Regions from separate parts of the Mus musculus genome. Here regions 1, 3 and 4 are each linked to region 2. The links are chromatin contacts, called in public HiChIP or PLAC-seq and promoter capture Hi-C maps. All regions are on one chromosome and are shown on one strand. Each heading gives the region's core, a stretch centred on a gene start, on an enhancer-like site or on the middle of the called end of the contact. The rest is flanking DNA. Distances are from core to core; before and after follow the strand shown. Region 1 has its middle 16 kb from the start of Gm31573. Region 2 holds the start of Gsc (goosecoid homeobox). Region 3 has its middle 56 kb from the start of Gm31573. Region 4 has its middle 27 kb from the start of Gm31573.

What was found. Promoter capture Hi-C pulls out the DNA fragments that hold promoters and counts their contacts. HiChIP or PLAC-seq counts read pairs in DNA pulled down with a chosen protein or histone mark.
Region 1: an H3K4me3 HiChIP or PLAC-seq map of craniofacial prominence shows a contact between it and region 2, with 6 times the contacts expected there. The contact joins the enhancer-like site here to the promoter of Gsc in region 2. A contact is called at or near these places in 13 of 39 promoter capture datasets (the 3T3-L1 cell line, the HPC-7 cell line, cranial neural crest and 8 more), 11 of 115 datasets of contacts at active chromatin or transcription factors (craniofacial prominence, embryonic basal ganglia, embryonic forebrain and 6 more) and 1 of 9 other capture datasets (embryonic stem cells).
Region 3: a contact with region 2 is called in a promoter capture Hi-C map of epiblast stem cells, with 2.8 times the contacts expected there. The contact joins the enhancer-like site here to the promoter of Gsc in region 2. A contact is called at or near these places in 8 of 39 promoter capture datasets (cranial neural crest, embryonic stem cells, epiblast stem cells and 4 more), 1 of 484 Hi-C or Micro-C datasets (nephron progenitors), 4 of 115 datasets of contacts at active chromatin or transcription factors (craniofacial prominence, embryonic limb bud and embryonic stem cells) and 2 of 9 other capture datasets (embryonic stem cells and liver).
Region 4: a promoter capture Hi-C map of second pharyngeal arch cranial neural crest shows a contact between it and region 2, with 6 times the contacts expected there. The contact joins the enhancer-like site here to the promoter of Gsc in region 2. A contact is called at or near these places in 9 of 39 promoter capture datasets (the 3T3-L1 cell line, cranial neural crest, frontonasal cranial neural crest and 5 more), 3 of 484 Hi-C or Micro-C datasets (cranial neural crest, nephron progenitors and palatal mesenchyme), 6 of 115 datasets of contacts at active chromatin or transcription factors (astrocytes, craniofacial prominence, embryonic hindbrain and 3 more) and 2 of 9 other capture datasets (embryonic stem cells and liver).

Annotation. Positions count from the first base shown.
Region 1 is chr12:104,675,551-104,681,554 of GRCm38.p6, reverse strand. No RefSeq gene overlaps it. Among named protein-coding and RNA genes, the nearest start is that of Gm31573, 16 kb to the right of the region's middle. Within about 2 kb of position 2,429, at least 11 of the 459 cell types and tissues checked have an H3K27ac peak or open chromatin away from gene starts, as enhancers often do. A contact at or near this core is called in craniofacial prominence and second pharyngeal arch cranial neural crest, where this site is marked.
Region 2 is chr12:104,469,758-104,475,453 of GRCm38.p6, reverse strand. It overlaps Gsc (goosecoid homeobox), which reads left to right and starts at 2,218. Exons shown (of 3, transcript NM_010351.1): 1 at 2,218-2,693; 2 at 3,202-3,461; 3 at 3,808-4,245. The coding sequence starts at 2,339. The coding sequence ends at 3,963. It overlaps Gm10000 (a long non-coding RNA gene), which reads right to left and starts at 1,924. Exons shown (of 6, transcript XR_381874.2): 1 at 872-1,924.
Region 3 is chr12:104,604,042-104,610,017 of GRCm38.p6, reverse strand. No RefSeq gene overlaps it. Among named protein-coding and RNA genes, the nearest start is that of Gm31573, 56 kb to the left of the region's middle. Within about 2 kb of position 3,832, at least 12 of the 459 cell types and tissues checked have an H3K27ac peak or open chromatin away from gene starts, as enhancers often do.
Region 4 is chr12:104,633,342-104,638,884 of GRCm38.p6, reverse strand. No RefSeq gene overlaps it. Among named protein-coding and RNA genes, the nearest start is that of Gm31573, 27 kb to the left of the region's middle. Within about 2 kb of position 1,679, at least 19 of the 459 cell types and tissues checked have an H3K27ac peak or open chromatin away from gene starts, as enhancers often do. A contact at or near this core is called in embryonic limb bud and second pharyngeal arch cranial neural crest, where this site is marked.

The sequences.
Region 1 (6,004 bases), core at 1,180-3,679, 210 kb before region 2:
AGTGTTTGCTTTCTGTTGCCACATCACAAGCCCCCTGCTTAGTGGCTGAGAATACACATATGCTAGTTCACACTCTCCCTCTTATGGCGTCCCAGGACAGCCTAGGTGGGGGTCTCTCTAGAGTCTCCAAAGCTGTAGTCAGGGTTCCCCTGCAGTGAAGGGCTCACCTGGCCTCTGATTTCTCTTGTGCCCCATAGCTGCTGGCAGCTTTCACCATCTTGTAGATGCAGGTGCCTGGCTGCTTGCTGCCCACAAGACCAATGCCCCCAAACTCCATAGCTTTCCTCTCAGGAAGGTCTGGATTGGCTTGTAAAAGTTCTACCCCATCAGCCTACCTAGGACCTATCTCCATGAACTCAGTTCATTGAGGGGGAGCCCTCATTACTGATCCAAACCCTTGCATCTTTGCCCTAGAGGGTAGCCCTGCTGTAGCATTGGCAGCCATTCACCTTCCTGGGCCCCACTTACACTCACAAGCCCCACCCACACTCACAGGCCCCACCCACACCACAGGCCCCACCCACACTCACTCACAGGACCCACTCACCCACAGGCTCCATCCACATTCACAGACCCCACCTACACTTACAGGCCCCACACCCACTCACCCACAGACCCCACCCATACCCACATGCTCCACCCTCACTCACAGGCCCCACCCTCACTCACAGGCAGGGTTTCAGGTAAAGTTTCAGCCATCTGCCTGCTGTACCATGGGGTGAAGCTGTTCTCTGTGAGCTTCACTTCTGAAGGGGCCCTGATGACTGTTTCTAGGACACAGTCAACACCAGTCCCAGAGAAATTCTAGGGTTACATTAATCAATGAGGGAAGTCTCACCCACTCTGGGTGGCGCCATTCCCTAGGTGTGGTTTTCCAACCTATAAGACTGGAGAAAGACAGCTGAGCTGTGCAGGTATTAATTAAGTCATTGTTCTCTGCTTCTTGCCTACAGAATGGCTGCTTCAAGTTCCCACCTCTGTGACTTCCCCTCAGTGATGGACTAAGAGCTGAAAGAAACCTTTTCCCCCCAAGTTGCCTTTGTCATGGTATTTTAGCACATCAACAGAAACTAAGTATCTCCCCTTATATTCTCCCAAATACCCTACTGATCACTTTCCATTCCCAATTGACCCAGAGCCCCTTTGAAGGCAGATAAGACAGGACTTTTTTTTTTTTTTTTTTCAATACTTTTTTTTTCTTTTTTAATGGATACTGCGGCTGAGTGGAGAGTGAGTGGTCAAAGCCTACACCGGAGCAGCCAAGGGGGACCCTGTACTGCTGCAATAGCAAAGGCGGAGGTGGGAGGGGGGCAGAAAAAAATCCATCTTATGGGAAAGTGTTTTTAACGTCAGCAAACACGTTGCAGTGCCATTAAGAGTGTTTTTGTTAAGGACACATTCAACTTGAGGTTTTTAATTTGTTTGAAGTATTTCGCTAAAACAGAATTATGCTGGAGTTTATATAAAAGCAGAAAAAGACATGAAAAGTTTTAACTTAAGCAGCAAAATATAGAGGCTAATCTTATTTAAAAGTAATATGTATGTCTTGATTGAACGCCCAGATACGCTCAACTGGGACTTTTTAGTGGGATCGGGTCTGAGCTGTTACACTGAGTTATATCGAGAAGGTTTCCCCGGGCTTATATTGCCAGACCTGAAATACTCTTGTGGCTGCGTTTAATAACGAATTGAAAGTCTTGAGTAAGGGGATATGATTTTTTATGACAGAAGGAATGCAAATAACTCTTAGTCTCGTTGCCTTGACCGGGTTTGGTTTGATTTGACGGAGTTTAATAGTGACTTGTAACCCGTGATGACAATATGCAGACCCGCGCAACGTCATTTAAGTCATTTATTCTGCATGCTGTAAAAACAAAGAGATGGCAAATAAATACCCAGGACGTTCATTGTTTGTCAGAGAGCCCAAGCCAAGAGTTTTCAGTGACCTTTTAAAATATGGTCCCAGGCTAGTACTAAAATGTCTGTCACTCAACACGCACACTTGTGTGCTGTGGCCTTTTAACCCGTGCGGCCTGTGTTTTTCTCTTTCAAACAGGAGTATGAATTTCCAATCAGCTGCAGCGACTTGGGTTTTTTTGCATGGGAGGATTACTGTAAATTGCAGACTGACAATTACAATACGCAGGGCACCGGCGAGTTATTAATGGGCTCGCCTACCGATGGCCTTTCAGCATACCCTCAGACCCGCCGAGCTGCGGTCTAATTGGATCCAGGGGTGCAGGCCCCTGTGGAGGGGATGAGGCGGCAGGGAGCGGGACTCCGAGACCCCCACCCCCTCCCAGGCAAAGGAAGATATCAATTGATCACAGAGAGCTCCTGCCTGCCACGGCTCTTATTCACTCCCTCTGTAATGACTTGTATTGGCTTAAGGAACTCGGCGTGATTTGACAGCATCAAGTTCAACTGACAAAGACCAGCAGGTGACTTTAATTGAAGACTTCTATTGCGAGCAAGCGATTTTATGCAAGACAGAGCAACAGTCCGACAGACACAAAAGAGGCTTGTAAAATAAAAAAGGGAAAGAAAGAAAGAAAGAAAAAGAAAGACCCTTAGCATTTGCGGGAGACTAAGGCCAGACCACGGGCTTGCTATTTTACTTTGGTTTTCCCCATACTTACCCCCCTACCCCCCACCCTGTCAGTGGCAGGACTGGAGGGGGGACCTTCCCTGCAGCCCCCTGGCCCCAGCAAATTCTGCAGCTGCTTCTCCTCTCTTGGGTTTCAATATTTATCTTTGGGGATGAATTATGTCCAGGCATAAATTATGTTTGACACATCTTGATGCTGGGGGGAAAAATTAAATTTTTCACTGCTCTGAGAAACATTCCACAGACCCGTATCACGCTCACCGCGCATCCTGAGAGAGCCGGTGTGCTGTTTGGTTTTACGAAATTAAATGGACGGCCTGTCTGAAGCGTTGGAAGGGTCTGGGGATAACGATCAGTGAGCGACGGAAGGAGAAAGAGATGACGGCTGTGATAGGACCGAGTGCTGGAGCCCTGGAACGGAGGAGGAGGAGGAGGAGGAGGAGGAGGAGGAGGAGGAGGAGGAGGAGGAGGAGGAGCTGGGCCAGCCAGGGAGCACCTCCTTCTCAAGGCCCATTAGAGAACTATAGCCAAGGCCCTTGTCTTTGGAGGACCATGCAGGCTGCAAGCGTAGGTCAGCTAGGTGGTGGGCAGCTGACATCCACTGGGAACCTGCTGTTTCCTCTTAGCGCGTAGAAGGTACTGTATCCTCCTTCCTCCTTGACCTCGAACCTTGAGATTCCCTACACATTGATTGCTTATCTTCCCTTCTCCCCCCACATCTCCACCTCACTGCTTCTGGCCCACCCCCCAGACACACCCCTTAGGCTTTCACTTTCTCTTCCTTAATCTCTTCCTCTTGTTTCCTGCTTCTTACAAACTCCTATTCGTCCTTCAAGACCCCGCTTGGTCACCTCTTCCAGGAAGTGTCCTTTCCTTGATTTTCTTTCAGGCAGTGTGATTCCAGAGTCTATACTTCTATCGCTACCCTAAAGGGGGTAAAGACGTATTTAGGTGTCCACAAGAACCAGCCAGAACACAGTTTATTACCCCCCCACCCCACACCCATGAAGGTCCCATTATCCTCAAGAATTTGAGAGGAAGGAGTGATGAGTTCTGGAGGAAGGTAGAAGGGAAAGCAGAGAGGCAGAGTTAGGGTCACCCTGAAAGGAAACTTCACCTTGAGGCTGGGCAGGCCCTTGGGCTGTGGGCGGGGTAGGCTGTCCTGCATGGAGCCCAGACTCAGGAAGTCCAATTGGGGGAGAAGGGGAGGAATAGGTCCACTGGGCGATGCGGGTCTGGTCAGTCTTACTGGCTGGCTCTGCTCCCTCACAGGTTCAGGCAGGTCGGCAGATGCCTTCAGTTCCAAACTGGAGCAAACCTTCACCTTTGCCCTTCTATCTGCCTAGCTCCTGCCACACATTGTCAGCCTTTTGAGGGGGGAAGGGCTGCCAGTCCTAGTGTGGGTACCTGCAGGAGTTTCCGTGCCATTCAAGGTTGTCTTCTGTGGCTCTTTCTCCTCAGGCACTCTACAATGTAAGCCCCGCCCACTCAGTCTACACTGTAAGCCCCGCCCACTCAGTCTACACTGTAAGCCCCGCCCACTCAGTCTACAATGTGAGCCTCGCCCAATCCTCACTCAGTTTAGCCATCACTGCTGTACCTTGTGACATCCTTTCTCCTTACTCCCTCCCTCCACACACACACACACACACCCACCGGCCCACTCAGGGCTGGGCTGTGCCCACTGGCTTTGACCTCTGACCCCTGTGCCCCTGAGGAGTGGGTAGAGGACATAGGGTGGGGTACACACAGCATAAAGATGAAACACAAGTTTTAGGAAGCGAACAGGCTGGTGTGGGCTCACATATGAACTCGGTCATCTAGGTCACAAGGTGACTTTGGAACCGAGTCTGAGTTTCACACTCCTCACTACAGAGGTGACCCCAGCCACAGTGTTGCCCAGGGTCTTCAGCAGGGCAGATGTGAAGTGAACAGGTCTGTTACAGACTACGACACAGTGTCCTATAGACAGCTGTGCATCGTGGCCAGCTGTCCCCGCCCCAGAGTGGGGGTAGCTTTTATTTTATTATTTCTGAAGTCCTGCCCTGGGGAACTGTGAGCCCCAAAGCTGCACGGAGCCGCCTGGCAGGCTGGGGAATGACTGCTCCATGAGGCACAATGGCTTAGTCGGTCACTCTGTGACCAAATTGGTTCCCTGGATGTCACCGTCACCTTGGCTACTCTCCTCGCAGCCACAGGCACTCAGAGGGTCTCATTAGGCAGCTGTGGGGAAGGCTGTCGGGCCAGGCTGTCAGAATCCCTCTGCTGGGCATAACTCAGCCTTTGGCTGAGACATTCACTCTAGACTCCCTGGGGCCCTTGGTGGCTTGAAATCATCTCTGTCCCTCCTTTCTTGACCCAGGGAGGAAACCAGGGAGGGTGGGGGTGGGCTTTTAAACTTCTCCCAAGAATATGCAGAGACAGAGTTTCCCATCTATTCCTAACCCCATTGCTGAAGTTGGATCCCGTACTTCCACGTGTCCGGCTGCGCAAGGTCCGTGGGGCCGAGGTACCCAGAGGCAGATCTAGGTGGGAAGAGCCAAAGGAGGACATGGGCTTTCACATGCCCTTGTGTGGCGTCTGTCTCTGAGGATACTGGGAAGACAATCAGATGGACTACCTGTCCAGGGCCTGGCAGCTGGAGCCCTCTTCCCTCATTGGGATGTAGGGACACAGTCTAGAGCTCAAGGCCAGCACATTAGTAGGGGACAGTAAAGAATGTTTCTCTCACCTTTCTCAGAAGCCACCAAGGGTGTCCCCTTCTCTTCCCTTCCCACCGCAGGGTCAGGATAAAAGGGCCATTGAGAACTTGAGGATTGTCCCCAGTGTGACCTATGACCTCCTCTCCCCATGGGACTTTCCAGCTGAGAAGACCATGGAGTCGAGAGGGAAAATGGCTGCCCCATGCATCAGAGATGGGCAGAGAACATTGGGCCTTATGCTTACTCCATATGCAAGCAGCCCCCGCCCTGGTCCTCCATGCAAGATGGGGTCGACACAGGAGACTTAGGGAAGCTGTGTGTGTGTGTGTGTGTGTGTGTGTGTGTGTGTGCGCGCGCGCGCGCACGCGCGTGAGGAGGAGAAAAGGGCGTGAGAGAAGGGAGACAGAGAAGAAGAGGTAGCGTGAGGGTGGGAGACATACAGGTGGCAGGACATAGAAGACTCCATGAGTCTGGAGACCTGATAGCTTGTGATGACTGAGACCAGGATGGCTAAAATCTTTTTAGAGTAATGTTGGATAACAGTAAAGAGATGCGATGATGGTGGTAATGATGGTAGAGGTAGTGATGATGATGGTGATGGTGGTAGTGGTAGTGATGATGATGGTGGTGGTGGTGATGGTGGCGGTGATTAATATAGTGATGTAACTATAATGGTGGTGATGGTGTGGTAATG
Region 2 (5,696 bases), core at 969-3,468:
TGCTCTTTCAAATCTGAGGCTGAGTACCTGTCGGGTCTGGATCTGAGTCCCCTTTCAGAAGTTTCAGGGGTTCAGGAATCTACCCCAGGCTCTCCTGTTTCTGCCTGTACCCCTGTAAAGGTCATATAAGAGACCTGCCCCTGCATGCGCCTTATCCACTCACAACCACCAACACAAACGAACACAGCGAAGTCACTGCAGCCTCCAGTTCTTGTCAATCAATTTATCTCCCTTTAGAACCGAACGTGGGAAAATGTTGGAGGGCAGCAGGTGTGTCCTGGAACCTGGTGACAGTAAAGTCATTGTAATGGAAAAAGGTCACTTCTCTAGGTGGGCTTGGCCTTTCTGAAGCGTTCCCGAGAAGACTTTGTTTCTCTTAAAACAAAAACAAGAAACTGTCACCTCCCCAACTGAAGCCGGTCTCTATCCAATCCTTACCACCACCCCCAATTTGCAACGTAAGCAAATCAAGTGTCCTAGGCCATGCGTGGGTGGGCTGGAGGGCACGGAGGTACACGCTTTCCTAAGTTCCGGGTGGCTGCTCCCACGCACTGCCTAGTTCTGCGCCCAGGCGGGACCAAACTTACCGCAATGATTCTCTAACCCAGGAAGAGCAATAAGGAGAGGTCCCAGGATCTCCTCCAGTGCCAGGGAGGACTTAGCATTTATTGTACGGCTTTAGACAGCGTTGAAGTTATCTCAGACTTATCAGTGAGAGAGGAATCTCCACAAATGGTATGGAAGTCCTCTACCCAGGTCTCTCCTGGAGTAGCTGGAGAGTGGCCTGCGCGATGGCGGTGCAATTCCCGGGCTGGCACCGGGACGCACGACTTTGGGCCTCTGTTTTCGTTCTGCCCAGAGGGTCGCCTACCTTCCCGCAGGTCGCCCAGCCGCCAGCGCGCAGATCTAGGCTGGCTGCGCCTCCCGCGGTTCGGCCGTGCCTCACGGAGAATCCCGCAAATCATCACGGCCGCCCGCAGTGGCCCGACTTTTGTCCAGGCCGCTGGGGTCCCCCGGAGGCCAGCGCGGGCCTGGAAGGACAGCTAGAGGCCTTTCGGAGAGCTCGCTGATTGAGAGAGGGACGCCACTCAATATGTTGAGAAAGGAGACAGGCAGTCCCGGTAGATCCCACGAGAATTAAAGCCAAAAAAATTTTTTTTGGGGGGGGGGAAGGCACCCCTTCTCCCAGACTAATAATCAAAAATACACAGAACCTATCGGCACCCACGCGGGAAGCCTCTGGAAGCATCGCTTCAGAGCGCTCCTCTGGGTGGTGAATTTTAAAGACTGGCTGAATTTGCTCTTCACTGGTGTGTTAGGAGCTAGGGAGAGTCAGGGTAGTTTTCAGACCCAGAGTGACCGCTTTAAGAAGAAGAAGAAGAAAAAAGACAACTTGTACGAAGGCGGACGCGTTTCTACTTTCATGGTTTTTGCTCTGAGAAAATTTGGCTTTCGCAAAAACAAAAGATTTTGGGAAAGAGACGGAGGGGGGGGTGGAGAAGTGAAATTAGGCAGTGAGTTCACGGGGTAGGGGGTTGGCTGCGGGGGGGGGGCACTTTCAGTCTTAGTTGAGGGAGGACACAGCCACCCTCATTTCTTAAAAGCAAACAGATTCCGAAAGAGAGTAAAAAGTAGTCCTAAAGTAAAATTAGCCACAATGAATTTGAGCTACAACCATAGGAAATCGCACCCCATAATAGAGAGAAAAGGGTCGGGGCGGAGAGGTCGGCGGCGGAGTTGTTAACGGCGGCAGGACAATAGTATTAATAAGATTAACCTGGGCAATTAGGCCGCCCGCCCAGCAAGGCCGGGGCCGCGCCGGGGCTGCCGAATGGAAAAGATTAGGTTAATTTCATTAATTCTCAATCCACAATCTTTTTCAGGCCCTGTGGCCCCCCTCCTCTTGGCATCTCTCCCCCTCCCCTGCAAGCGCCCCCCGCCCACCCCCACCTCCCCATTCCACACCACCCAAAGGAAAAGAAAAGGACCAAATCTGGTTCTGTTTGTCATCTGCATATTACCAGGAACTAAATCCAGGATGACGTCGACTCAGTATAAAACCAACAAGAGGTTGAGCCGGTCGGAGCTGCGTCCTACCCGCGGGTTGAGTTCAGCTAGGCGGCGGCGAGGGGAGGAGAGGGCGGGAGGAGGGAGTTCGGACGCAGGGGGCGGGGAGGGGCGCGAGTTGCGCGCTCGCCCGCGCTCTCTTTCGGTTTGCTCGCCCGCGGGAGCAGAGAGTGGGACAATTCCCAACCCCCACCCCAAACAACACCACTTGGAGACTTCTTCTTCTTCGGCGCGTCCCCGCCGCCCCCCGGTCCCGACGCGGGGCTCGGGGATGCCCGCCAGCATGTTCAGCATCGACAACATCCTGGCCGCCCGGCCGCGCTGCAAAGACGCGGTGCTCCCGGTGGCGCCCAGCGCCGCGGCTCCGGTGGTCTTCCCGGCTCTACACGGGGACTCGCTCTACGGCGCCGGCGGCGGCACCTCCTCGGACTACGGCGCCTTCTACCCGCGCCCTGTGGCCCCCGGAGGCGCGGGCCTCCCGGCCGCGGTCGGCAGCTCCCGCCTGGGCTACAACAGCTACTTCTACGGGCAGCTGCACGTGCAGGCGGCGCCCGTGGGCCCGGCTTGCTGCGGGGCTGTGCCGCCGCTGGGCGCCCAGCAGTGCTCCTGCGTCCCGACGCCCCCAGGTAGGGTCGCGATCGCTCGCGAGCCGGCCTTCGCCACTGCGGCAGTCGGTGGCTGCCGGGGCATGGACGCGCGGTTTGCTTGCTTTACTCACCTGGCACCAACTTTCTCCCTTTGCAAGCCTTCCCCGTTCTCCCATTTATTTATTTATCTTTTACTTTTAATTAATTAATATATTTTTGGGTCACCGGGTACGGGGACTTTGCATACGTCTACTGTAAACTTTAGGTTAGAGTTTAAAAAGCCGAGTCACCGGGAGTCTCGGGGCGACTCCACGCGCGCGCGGGAATGAAGTGAGGACGCGGGGAGATTCTAAAGTGCCTGAACTGGCTTTTGGATGTGTGCAGGCAGACGCTCCTTCCACGTCTGGGCATCCCTGGTCTCGGTGCCCCCCAAAGACATAGCGCCCCTTGCAGACTTTTTTTATTTTTAAGTGAGCGAGGGCAGCGAGCGGGTTGGCTTACGGTGCCGAGGGAGGATGACTGACTCCCGTCCCTCTCTCTGTCGCAGGCTACGAGGGCCCCGGTTCTGTACTGGTGTCTCCGGTGCCGCACCAGATGCTGCCCTACATGAACGTGGGCACGCTGTCGCGCACTGAGCTGCAGCTGCTCAACCAGCTGCACTGTCGGCGGAAGCGGCGGCACCGCACCATCTTCACCGATGAGCAGCTCGAAGCCCTGGAGAACCTCTTCCAGGAGACGAAGTACCCAGACGTGGGCACTCGGGAGCAGCTGGCCAGGAAGGTGCACCTTCGGGAGGAGAAGGTGGAGGTAGGCAAGAGCCCCAGCGGGGGTGGGCTGGGGTGGGGGCGTCTAGCGGTCCTTCCCTGCACGCGGCTTTTGCCGGGTCCTCCTTTGGGATGTGGCCACTCTAAGAGCATCCCAGAGGCTGTGGCCTGGAGGCTGCCCGAGGGTACTTTAGGCCCAAGAAGGAAAAGAGGAAGCGTGGAGGGTGCTTCTCCTTTTGTTGGTCTTGAGCACAGCGATTGCCTGCGGATTTCTCCCTGCCAGGCTAAGGTTCCACGGTCAGGCTGTCCCCTGGCCACGCGGGGCCACCCGGTGCCCTGGTGTCGGTGGGCAGCAGCCTTTAGGTCACCACTGTTTGGTTGCGCAACAGGTCTGGTTTAAGAACCGCCGAGCCAAGTGGAGACGACAGAAGCGATCCTCCTCGGAGGAGTCAGAAAACGCCGAGAAGTGGAACAAGACGTCCTCAAAAGCCTCGCCGGAGAAGAGGGAAGAGGAAGGTAAAAGCGATTTGGACTCGGACAGCTGACGGCCGCGGCCGCGGGCCGGCCGGGGCGCTTGCCTGACGCAAGGACTTGCACAGACAGTCGATGCTACTTGCACACACCCTGCCTTGCGGGAGGGGGTCGAGAAAGCAACGAGGAGCTAGCTGTAAATAATGTACAGGCCCAGGACTGCTGGGGACAGGCGCGTGGGGACCGCAGCCCCACTGTCCCGGGCTGCCTGCGTGAGCCTCGTCCCCCACCGTAGTATTTATAGTTAAGTTAACGGTGACAATACAATAAAGTGATGGCAATGTAGACCAGCCATGTTGTATTTCCTACCCTCGTGCCATCAGTTGAGGCCTAGGAAAGAAATCTGTTTAGTTGCGATGCAGAAGGCAATTAAAAGCAGCAGAGTAGGGGTTGGGAGGTAGGACTGGGTTGCGCTGGGTATCCTGGGTCTTCGGGAAGGGGTGGGGAGTGCAGGCCGGGCTTTTGAAAGCTTCACCTTTTCTATCATTCCTTAGTTCCTTGAAGCTTCCTCAGAGCCCCTTCTCAGCCACCCACTCGGGGACCTCTGCTTTCGAAATCACCCTAGACTCAAGGCCACCCAGAATTGAATTTCTGTTCCAAAAAGAGTAGCTCTCCTGGTTGTTGGTGCTTTCTTTCTGGCTGCCACCTCCGCGGGGAGCTGTCTCTTGCTCCCTTTGAGCCTAGAGCGTTTGTTTCCAGGACACAGATCTGGTGCTTACACCCTAAGGGAGCTCCACTGAGAACTGTGTGCGGGGACTTACTTTTCTGCCCACTAATGTGGTCCTCTCAGTTTTCCAGCTAGCTTGTTAAAGGTTGGAAAGGGCCTAGTGGGTCTCTTGTTCTAAGAGCATTGTAGAACTACCGACCAGAGGAGTGAGTCCCTTGGAGATGGTAGACTCTTCCAGTGAGGGCTATCTGCCCCCAACACCAGATACCATCCACCGCTGAAGGAAGGAGCACCCCTGAAGGAAGGAGCACTCCCTATCTATCTACTGCTGGTGGCAAATTTACTTTTCTCTCTGGAGCAGCCGAGGTCTCTCTGGCTGCCATCTGTGACGAAATGGCTTTAATATGTTAAATTTTTAATTAGTTTTACCTTAAGTGTGTTTATCTAGGAGGAAGCCAAAGCCTGGGGCTCACTCCTTAGCTATAGAATGGGGGGGGGGTGCTTGCTCTCCCTTGTTCCATTGAATATTTGGAGCAAGACCTACTCAGGGATGGACACTGTGGCTAGAAACAGTGCAGGGAGAAACCAGGTTGATTTATAGGGAATGCTTTTTTTTCCCCCTCACAGTTTGTAGGATTATCAGGCCAATGTGACTAAGCCCAGGACTGACATAACATATGTAATAATACCTAATATAGCTCTTTTTCTTTAATCTGGGATCTCAGGCTGGCCTTGGACTCCAGAACTCCCTGCCTTTACCTCCTCTGCTGGGATCCCAGGCCACTACCAGCTCCAGGTCCTGCTTTTAAAATAAACATCCTTACTTAAATGCTTTATGCAAAACAGAAAGGGCTCAGAGGACAGCTCTGCCTACAGAAGAAGAGCTCTGTCCTTCATCCTATCCTCCCCTACAGTTTGAGCTGTCTCTGATGCTGGCCTCCAGAGCTGTAGAGTAGGCACAGGCATATGGGGTCTGCTTTCCCGGGCTGTGAATGTTTCTGGGTGCTAATTCAGAGTGGCATCTGGCATAACAAAATACATTATGTGGCTAAATAATGATAATAATAATAATAATAATAA
Region 3 (5,976 bases), core at 2,583-5,082, 130 kb before region 2:
GAAAGCTCGCTGCTGGCAACGGTCAGGAGAAATAGTTTCCATCGCGCAGTATCTGGAATTGGAATTGGCTAGAAAGCGCTCGCTCGCTGCCTCGGTGCCTAATGGGCAGGATCACAAATGTTATTAATCTAAGCGAGCCGTGTGAGACCCGGGCCTGAGCGATGAGGGGAGTTATTTGATTTTAAGAAAAGAAAACCAGGCAGAGAACACTCTGTATTTGGAACATTCTGGATCCCCCGAACAGGCGGTTAGGAGGGAAATATGTCTGTGGTATGTGATACAGGATTTAATGAAATTACAAGATGCGTCGGGACACTCAGGCCAAGGTGAAAAGGGGAGAGGCCCCTCACACACTCTGCTTGGCATTCTCAGTGGTCTCAGGGACCCGAGATTCGAATGTTCTTCAGGACAGAAAAGGAGGGCAGCTGTTGTAATGGCAGTCGGTACCGGGGCTGCTTGTGTGTTGGAGTTAATTCTGTCGCTTCGCAGTCAGCGCTGCTGCTGGACCTTGGTAAAGCTAGCCATCTTGTTTGTTTGTCTGTTAAAAGAAAAAGGAAAGAGAGAGAGAGAGAGAGAGAGAGAGAGAGAGAGAGAGAGAGAGAGAGAGAAAGAAAGAAAGAAAGAAAGAAAGGGAGAAAGGAAGAAAGAAAGGGAGAAAGGAAGGAAGGAAGAAAGACAGGAAGAAAGAAAGGAAGAGAGAAAGAAGGAAAGAAAAAGGAGAAAAAGGAAGAAAGAAATGATATTTCTCCTGTCCTGTCCCATGTAGGGGTAAGAAGAGATGTGACCATCATCCTGTGACTGTGAACCAATGTGTTATTTCATATGGCTTTGCAAAATGAGTCACAACTATTAACCCATTTAGTAATGACTCATTTTATTGGTATCTGCGCACTGAGTGTGGCAGAATAAAGGATACAATAAAACCTTGGTCTTGGGCTGGTGAGATGGCTCAGTGGGTAAGAGCACCCGACTGCTCTCCCGAAGGTCAGGAGTTCAAATCCCAGCAACCACATGGTGGCTCACAACCACCTGTAACAAGATCTGACGCCCTCTTCTGGAGTGTCTGAAGACAGCTACAGTGTACTTACATATAATAAATAAATAAATCTTTAAAAAAAAAAAAAAAAAAAAAAACCTTGGTCTTGATGTCACCGCTGAGTCAGCACATGGTTGACCAGGTAGATAAAGACATGGCATAGCAGAAGAATTGCAGTGTAGTTGAGATGTGCTCACTTTGGCTTGGAGCTGAACGTCTGCCCTGCTGTTGATTCCTGCCTCCTTCGGGTACAGTTCTGATATGCACTGGGATAAATTACTACTTAGAACCAAAATGATCTTTTCTGTTCTTCCCTGGCCCTTTATAGCCATGTGGCTAAAAGATGGCATCCAGGACTTGAGGGTTAAGATTGTGCGTGAGACATGTAAGAAGACTCCTTTGTTCTGCTTCTAGGGAGTGGGGTGCAAAGCCTGGAGCCCCAGTAGCTGTCTTTGACCATGGAGGCGCAGGAGCCACACGCAGAGGTCCGTGATCAGAGGAGACCAGCCCTGAGGGCCTTCACTCTCTCTTTTTTTTATTTTATTGGATATTTTCTTTATTTACATTTCAAATGTCATCCCCTTTCCAGGTCTCCCCTCCAGAAACCCCTATTCCATTCCCTGTCCCTCTGCCTCCATGAGGGTGTTCCCCCACCCACCCATGCACTCCCACATTCCTGCCCTGGCATTCTCCTACACTGGGGCATCAACACCCCTCGCCCAGAACAAAGGGGCACTTCCTCCCACTGCTGTCCAACAAGGCCATCCTCTGCCACATATGAGGCCAGCAACATGGATCCCTCCATGTGTATTCTTTGGTTGGTGGTCCAGTGCCTGGGAGCTCAAGGGGGTCTGGCCTGTTGACACTGTTGCTCCCCCCACAGGGCTGCAGACCCCCTGAGGATCTTCTCATCTGCCACAACAGTTCTGCCTGCCTTCCTCAGGACCTCCTTTCTGGCAAGAAACTAAACTCTTGATGTTTAATCCACTTCAGTTCTGGATAGGACATTGGCTTCCTGGGGGCCACCCCAGCCCCAAGGGTCTGAGCTGGGTGTGAAGAGGGATGGAGTGTGGATTTAGATCTGAGGTGTTCTACACAGGCTCATGTGTTGGAAGCTTGGTCTCTAGCTGGAGGGCTTTGGGGAGGTGATGAGATCCTGGGGACCCTGTCCTAATCAATGGATGGATCCTTTGTTGGATTTATAATATGATATCCTCCTTGGGGGGCAGTAAAATCTCTGTGAAGAGATCAAGGGAGCCTTAGTTGCTCTCTACCTCATAGGGTGCAGGAAAGCCATGTCCCCCGAGCATCCCAGCTTCAGCCTGGCTCTCCTGAGAGTCCTGGAAAAGGCTCTCAGTTGGCTCCAAAACCTGCTGTTGGCACAGAAAGGGCCAGGCGTACAGCAGAGACCAGTCTGCCTGTAGAAGAGTGACGCAGGAATTATTTACGGTGCGAACTGGCAGCTTCTGAGACATCTCACCTCCCCAGTTGCTGTTTGATTTACTCATCATGCTCTCTCTCCTAAGTCCACCCATCCTTAAGCCTCTCTGTGGATACTGATCTCCCCAAGACACACTCATGCGTGTCACAGCACGCCTGTGCCGTCTCTCAGAGTCCCCATCTTTCTCCAGAGCATGACTGTAGAGTGTCTGAAGCCCTACTGTGTGTGTCTGAAGCCCTACTGTGTGCCCATGCATGAGATAAATCTGTAAACACCAGGCTGCTCCAGGGTCACCTCTTCAGAGCCTCGCGGTGACCTGTGACCCCTCTGGTGGATAAGATGCAGTCCACCGTGTCTTTTAGGGGGGGAAAGCAAGTGTTCTAGAGCATGTCCAAACGTGGGTAACTTTTTGTTCATGTAGAAAACTGAATGTTCCTGAGGCGGAGGAAGGGTGTGGCTGGGCTGGGCCAGCGCCTTTGGGTTTCAGGCAGTTCGTGACTTGGGGAGCAGGCTCAGCCCAGAGTTGCAGCATGGACTTTGGCGTAGTTTGATATGTGGGTGCTTTTCAGTGGGTAGGTGTTTAGTGATTGGAAGTTAGTTTACTATACAAAGTGGTCTTTGTTGTCTCCACAGGCTGGGGTTTGGAGAGGGTGGTCACTGACCTCTGGTGCATGCAGGAACCACCCCAGGTCTGCCCAGCATGGACAATCTGGGCAGGTGCTAGCTCACCAGCCGTGGTCCAGGCCTGACAAAGCATCAAGGTGGCAGTAGCTACTTCTCCCATTTCTGTTGTCCTGCCTTCCTAATGCTGCGACCTTTTAATACAGTTCTTCATGCTGTGGTGACCCCCAACCATACCATTACTTTCATTGCTACCTTAGAACTGTAATTCTGCTAGTTATGAATCCTACGATAATTATCTGTGTTTTTCGATTTGTCTTGGCGACCCCTGTGAAAGGGTCATTTGAGCTCCAAGGGGTCATGATCTACTGGTTAAGAACGTCTGTCCTAAGAAAAGTGAGTATCTTACAGCTTATAACAGTGGTAGGAAGCAGTGCTCTGGCAAGTTTAAACAGGCTGTAGAGTTCTTCTAGAAGCCTTGATCTTCCAAAGACACTTCCTGCAGAAGGGTCAAACAGGCCTGGAGTGGAATGGAATCAAGGCTGGGCAGGGAGAAAGAGAGTCCCCTGATTGAGTCTCGGAGGTAGGAGGACGTCCCAGCCACGAGGCCACGGAAGCGTTATCTGCACTGCTGTCCCTCGACAGGCCCCTCAGCCTCACCCAGCTGAGCCTGTACAGCATCAGCAGCAACACCGCCTGTCCGCTGAGCCTGCTGCTTGTCACCAGGCCCGTCCCCGACACGTCTGGACACCCGTCTGGCAGGAAGCGGCCCCCGTCCAGCCCCGTTTCCTCACGCTCAGGTCAGGATCTGAGGCTAAATCTCCAGTTGACACGACACTATAGATAATGCTTCTTGGTCCCTCCCAGGGTTACCCGGCTGCCAAGCCTCCCTGACTTCCCAGCATTTCTCTGAACTATGTCCCTAGGGTGAGGACACATGGATGGTGGGGATCCTGTGGCGCCACCAGGGTCTGTGCTCCTCCCACAACTCCAAGGGAAAGGGACCAGGAAGACAAGGCACAGAGGGGTGAAAGACCAAGCCAGTGGGCCCTGCTGAGTGCAGTGGCCACAAAGGCAGAGGGATGGGAAAAGGGAGAGGGTAACTCTTGGGGCCTCAGTGAGCATTACCCAGGCATGCAATCTGTCACTTAGCACTGGTTAATAAAGGCCCAGGGCTAGGCTTGTCACCAGCCATGTGGCAATGACAGCTCCTGCTGGTGACTTCTTCGTGCTGGGCACCCAGCTGATACCACTCACACATGAGCTCACGCAATCTGATCAGAAAAAGGTTCATTTTAATCCTTTGACAGATGAGAAAATGAAGCCCAGAGAGGTTAAGCGACCGTCTAAGACCACACAGCGGGTGGATAGCAGGTGCTGGACTAACAGGGCGACAGAGTTAGTGAACAGAGATCTTGGCTGTGGGCATTTGTCAGACTTGGCTCATCCAGGAGATGGGCATGGGCAATTTCATGAAGGACAGATGTGAAGATGGCTGTCACCGCTTCCTAGGACTCAGTGAAGCTGAGCCCTGCCCAAGTGCTGTTCCAGCCTGGTCCTCTCCACCCCCATGGGACTGCATGCTGGATTGGAACTGTCTCTGGTTGGTTTAGATTGCCTGGATTTCTTGTTCACACGTTTGGAGAATCAAAGCTTCCAAGATTCTCTGAGGAAGAGGTGGACAGTCGCCTTGACCGACTACATCACTTTTCTGGCAGGTTCTAAAAATCCCTTGCTGTGCTCCAGAACCCTGTGGAGGGGTCGTCGAACTCTGAGCCCGCACTCATCACAGGCCTCTAGGAATGTTTTAATAGCTCATTTACTGGAAAGAAGGAGACCATCAAGGACTCCTCAGTCACTTTGCAGCATTGGACTCAAGAGACCTGCGGGGCATGAGATCTACCCATTACCTAACTAATGCTAACGGCTCCCTTAAGGTGGGTGAGACTGCATAAATTCTTTAACATTTTTATTTATATTTGTTTATTTGCATATGGGGGAGTGGATATGTGCAGTTTATTCATATGTGTATGGTGGTGGTGTGTGTGCATGCTTGTGGTGTATATGTGTGTGTGTGAGTGTGTGTGTGTGTGCTCAAATGCACACACTGAGGCCAGAGGAGGTCTGGTGTCCTGTCCTATTGTTCTCTGCCTAATTCTCTGAAAATGTGTGCATAACTCTTTTTACCCTCCCAGGTTGGCCAAATAAATAAATAAATAAATAAATAAATAAATAAATGACTCTCCACATCAAGTCACCTGACAGGGGTGTGGGGTGGTGGTGTTGTCAGAGTCTGGTCCCTGTGGCCATATTAGCTTGGGCTCGCAGGCTCCTCAGTGCTGGGGCCTCAGCCTGGTCCTGAGCCGAGGAGACTGCTCTTGCTTGGTGTGCCGGGGAGTGTTCTTTCTGCCAGGAATGAATGATGTGGTGAAATGGAGTGTTTCAGACCCAGGGTGGAACCAAGGGAGGAGCACCACCCTTCATTAGGGATGAAGCCAGAGGGCAATAGAGACTAAAAGTCGAGCAAAGGGCAGGGTCCACCCTATTAGCTCACACCAGGAAGTATTGGTTCCCGAGCCCCTTGTTCAGTAAAGTCTTGTCCCTACAAGGTCACCAAAGCGCTCAGAACACCCTTCCACGTGTTTTGAGAGAGGCTGCGCAGAGTGCAGTTCTGAGCGGGCTGTTGCTGTTCAAGGAGGACACCAGCAGGATATGTTGGTTGTCCTCGGGGCGTACTCAACCCCTGCCTTCACCACTCCCTGAGAAGGAAGATTGCTCTGCACTCCCAGACCTCAAGAGAACCTGTGTAAAAGCAGTCTGTCCCACAGCCTGAGGCCACAGCAAGCACAGAGGACTCATGGAGGTCAGTGGGCCCCAG
Region 4 (5,543 bases), core at 430-2,929, 160 kb before region 2:
AGCTGTGCCCAGAGGTGTGTCTCCTAGGTAATATCCAGTCCAGTCAAGTTGACAATGAAAAGGAATCATCACTCTAGTGACATTTGTCAGATGACCTGGCTTGGCAGTGCCTCTCTGAGTCTGCCCTTCAGCTTGCTCCTCATAACTCCTTTTGAGAACCCTAGAAACTTTGATTATCTTTGCTTTTTCTAGAATATTCCCCACATCATGGTGTGCTAAAAAAGTATTGTTGGAGACTAGTTATCTGAGACAGAATCTTAAACCTTGCTTTATCAAACTTGTCATGGTGTGTGTGTGTTCTCTTGCATGCATGGCTCTTTGTCATGAATGCTGTCCCTTCTCTCTCTACAGGTAGCTGCAGAAGCCAGTTTACTTGTTTCTGGTAGGAGTTACAAGACTGTCATTTCTTCCCTCCCCCTCGTTTCTCCACCCCTCTCTACTCAGCAAAGCAGGGCTCATGCCACCCTTCCCCCAACCTCCCCTCTTCACGCCTCTAAAGTCCAGTTGGTCCTAACTGCTCATGGTTCTGTGTTTACGAATCAGCCTCCTTGACAGAAATTTAAATGCAGCCCTGGCAGCATTCTTGAACTCGCTGGGGAACATGGGAGCATGCTCAGGATGTGTCGCTACCAGGCTCCCAGTTGTGGGCGGACAAGGCAACGCTCATGCATGTCCAATAGCACACAAGGATCTGTGTAGTGTCTTTTTTTTTTTTCCCGATTATTCATTTTATAGGTGACCTCAGCCTCTGAGCACAAAGACACACTGGCTAGTGTGAATAGGAAAATCCATCGATTAGGAAAATCCTTTGTTCAGGTGTGAGCACAGTCAGCGCTGTGACTTCGAGAAACAGATCACTCAGCAGACCCAACTTGCTAACAGGCTTCCCGTTTCTCCAAGGAATGCTGATTAAATACTTGCTAATTTGATGTCTGTGGTCACTTGATGGGACGGAACACTCAGAGATAAGGTGAAATCACGGAACCTAACCCTTCTCCATGTGCTGATATGGAAACGGAGCTCACGTTCATTCCCAAGTTCACCTCGGGGTCGCTTGGTCTGAACCCCCTGCTTTTGTGGAGGAAACCAGGCTGTCTCTGCCTCTGCCCGAACCTTTTGAAACGTGAGGTTTATTTTCTGTCTCCCAAGGGATCGTGGAGAAATTGCTCATCCCCTCTTGTCCCTTGTATTTTCATTGTCCCAGAAGGGTATCGGCTGGGGAATGCTAACCTCCCCCACCCCTAACCTGGGCAGGGTACAAGGGTCCTCATTTCAAGTTTTCCCACCGACGCCCCCCTCCCCCAACTTTGAAGCTTAATAGCTTTAAAATCTTACAAGTTGTAAAAACAATTAAGGCAATAACGTTAAAGAGAAGCAGAGAGCTGCTCTTCAAAGGCGTGTGAGCCGTTCACACTTCGTGGTTAAACGCGGCCTGGAGCTGGCCCGGGTCTGAGAAAACGCAGAGGCGCCCTGCGAATTTGTTGATGCCAGTTTGGACAGACTGTTTATTTTCATGATTTCATGGAAGAATTTTAATTTAATGAGTGTTTTATACTCTAATGTAAAGCATCGCTCAAGCCCTGTAATTACTGTGTCAAAGTGGGCTTCCTTACACAGCGGCAGCTTGAACTCCAAGGCTATGCCTCGCATCTGAAATCAGCCTAGGGACCGGGAGGAGGGGCCGCGGGGAACCACCGCTGCTTAATAGAATCGGAAATTAACTCGAGGAAGGGGGTGAAGGGCCTGAAGGGGTGTCAGGCTGAGCTAATTCCCACCCACCCCCAACTTGTGCTTTGCATACTGGAGGTGATGGGCGGGGAGACAAGTGTCTAGGGTGTTCTAGGTAAGAACTTGACCTTCATAAAGCTGCTTGTCTGAAGGGCGCACCGGTAGGTAATTTCAGACACGTACTTCATCATTTTGGCTTTTTTTTTTTTTTTTTTTTTTTTGAGACTTTTGGCTTTGGCTTTATGCACGGCCCACAAAAATTATTTTTTTCCTTCTCTTCCATTTATTTAAAAGCACAGAAGAGATTTTGTGTAGACTAGAAGAGTGGGCCGTTGCCTGTACTCCAGGTTTCGGGGAAACCTTCCTGCTTGGGTGACTTGTTGCACGGTCCTTCTGCTCCCCGCCCTTTCTCCCTGCTTGAGCGATCTCCCAGAGCACACACACGACTCGAATCGGCTCAAAATGGCCTTTCCAGATGTTGGCCAGAGCCTCATTGCACCCCCTTGGCCCTGGATGGGGATCCCCCTAAACACGCCACCGGAACGTCTTCTCTGGAGTTATTTTTCCCCCCTTCTTCATGTTAAGCCACTTGGATTTGTGTTCCGTGGTTCAAGTCCAGGAATCCAATGGCTGCAATTTGATCACCTGCTATTTCTACCCTCTGCAGTTGTGCTGTGGAGAGATCGAATACTTTCCCTAGCGAGGAGGGAGGGGTTTTTCACCAGGGTTAAGGAAGCCATCTTTTACTTTTTGGTGGTTTTGTGATATTGAAGGTTCTGGAATACAAGCCCCAGTGACTACCCATAGGGCATCTCGCAGCACCTGGAAATAGAGTGTGTGTTGCTCACCTGGGTTGATGTAACCATCGACTGCAACAGCACCCAGGCTGGCAGGGTGGGGGCTTGCGGGGTAGGGGACACCTCTGATGAGTGACAGATTAATGGGGGGGGGGGTTGGGTGGAGGAGACACTTAGCTAAATTGAAATTCAGATCTATGATGAGTGATTTCAAGTATGTTCAAGCTATATTTGGAGCATATACATATACTAAAAATGATTTGTCTGAACGTCAAACTTAACTGGGTGTCCTGTATTTTACCTGACAGCCCAACTTCCAACCCTCCAGCTGCCTTCCCTTAAAATGCACCAAGGTGCAAATCCTCGAGGTGCAGATGGTGGCTCTGGCTGGATCCAGCGGCAGCAAAGTTTGTGTTGGATGACGTGTTTGAAATTTGAATTTGTGATTTTTTTTTTAAAGATGGAGCAAGTGCTCCGTAGCTGCCGTGACTCCCGCACCCCCCCCCCCCCGCATGACTTTGCGAGCAGTCTATGTGGATATACACCCCTATCTTCCCTCAGTTAGGTACACTGTTAAGGCTTAACTCTTTGCTCCTCTCTCAACTTCTGGGGCAAAATTCATAGTGTAGTTTCAGAAAGCCTGGTCCTGGGCAAGCCCTTGGCAGGAGAAAGGAAATGTGTCCCGGGAGGGATGGAATGCACTGGGCTGGCTTTAACAGTGATACCCTGGAAAGGGGGCGGGGCTATCCCCAATTTTGCAAACGAGATTCCAGAAAATTAAGCATCTAGTCCTATCTTGGCCTCACGTCTGGCTTCAGGAAGAGGATTCAACCGAGGTCACTTGGCCCCAGCCTGTCTTAACATTCATTGCTCTAGTCTGTGACTGCCATTTGCTAAGGGACCGTCATGTAGCCGGCACTCCTCTGGGTCAGTGGTCCAGCCAGTAATTTTTATTTCTCTTGCTCGGAGAGGATAGAATCCTAAACCGCCCGCCACGTGAAAGGGGCTTAGGCTCTTCTGATCCTGAACCACAGGGTCTGGTCCTGGATTTGTTTTGTTTTGATTTTTCTCTCGAACCTCATGGTGGAAACGCTCCCCTCGTTCACTGTGCTTACAACGCTGGTTAAATTGTTCGCTGGATTTATTTCAAAGCAAAGAAGGAGCAGTGAAGATTGCGATGCTTAGACTGTAGTTGCTCCTTTTAACTCAATTACGTTTTGACAATTCGGAATGAAACTTGGGAGCGTGTCTTTGTTTAAGCCGTTGGCCTTGCATCGGAACAGTCAGCTCAAGGTATATGGCTAGTGTCAGGACTAACAGTCTTTGACAAGGGCATTTAGCGGTTGTAATTCAAATCTAATTCAGAACATCTTAGCACCGGACCTGTCAGGCCCTTGAAGCCCACTGTAACTACAAAACCAAGGGCAACGGTCCCAAAGCCAGCTCTGGGCGGCCTCAAGTTGATATGTCAACAAGACCAGTTACAATTAGGCCCTTCTTTCAAGCATACTAAACTAATTTACAACACTCTGGAAAAGTGGGAAAAGGACCCGAGGCTTAAAATCCCAAGACTTCTAGATTTCAGATCACGGCACATAAAAATACAATTAAGGTCCCACACAAAACAGCCCAGGCTTGCGCCCGCCCTTTGGATTGTGTGTGGACTGTCTGCCCTTAAAAATAGATACGCTTAAAAATGCATGCATACATGCATGTAGTTAGACCATAATAATAACAGTTGGCTCCCAACCACTAAAAAAAAAAAAAAAAAAAAGAAAAAGAAAAAAAAAAGAAAAAAGAAAAAAGAAAAAAAGAAAAAAAAACCTTAAAAAAAAAACACCCAAAAATCCTGTCGGGTCTTGTTAGGATCATTTTGTGGCTTTGCTGAACCCTAAATCGCCACCACACCTATTTACTACTTGGGGACTCTGCTTGTAATCGAATCTGGCTTAATTGGGGAGTGTCTCTTCTTGATGTGCCTTCCCATTTGGGCACTGAGGGTACAGATTCTCTGTGGCCTGGATGCTCTGAGCTGGGATGAGAAGTGAGGAGAGGGATAAAGGATGTGGAGTGTGGCTGGCTCCTTGGACACAGACAGGGTTGCAGCCACCAGTATGTAATTTCACCATCAAGATAAAACAGGGCTTGATTTTAAAGCACTCTGCTGATCGCACACAGCTGTGTACTTTTCAGAGGCCCCCACCTTCTCGCCAGGGGCCCCCGGCTAATGGGAATGTTTGCAGATTTTGCTTTTATGATTTATCTACTTTTTATGCATGACAATATAGACTCTCTCCTCCGGGGACTCATAAATGTGATTTTTACTTCCCAAATTACAAAGCTAGTCAATTACTTAGCAATGAGGCACACACACAAGAGTGTTGGTAATGTGATGTGTTAACCATCAGGAAATTTTACACCAGTCAGAATTATAAATGCCAGATTTAAATTTTTTTTTTAAAAGAAGAAGAAGAAGAAAGAAGGGAAAGGGAAACGTGAAAGAAAATCTTTGCCAGCCGTTGGGTCTATTTACTGATGGTGCCTCCTGGGAGCTGCTGAGTTGTAGGATCTGCGGAGAATTGGGGTGTTTGTTTGTTTGTTTGTTTTCATGGCTACTCCCATCCCCAAACAAGAGTTCACTGCACATTTGTCTGCAAGGTGGAGATGGATGGGGAGCAACCTGGTGGGATGAAGGAAGAGATGCTGTCGGGGATGAGGCAGGAGATGGGTCAGTACTAGTTAAACCCTGCCACCCCCGCCCTTGGAATGAGCTATGGACCCAGCAATCCCTGGACCCCTCTCTCCTGCTCACCCAGCCCCTTAGATTCCCTGCTGTAGCAGGGGCTCCTTCTGCTGGGAACCCATCAGGTGCTTATTGATCGACACCTTTGATCTGATCCCAGCATCACTTTCCTCCTTGTGGGCCAGCCCGTTGGAGTCTTCTGTCACTGGTAGGGGAGGGACGCTGGAAAACTTGAGTGGCAATGAGTGACCACAGTGGAAAGAGAAACAGGAAAC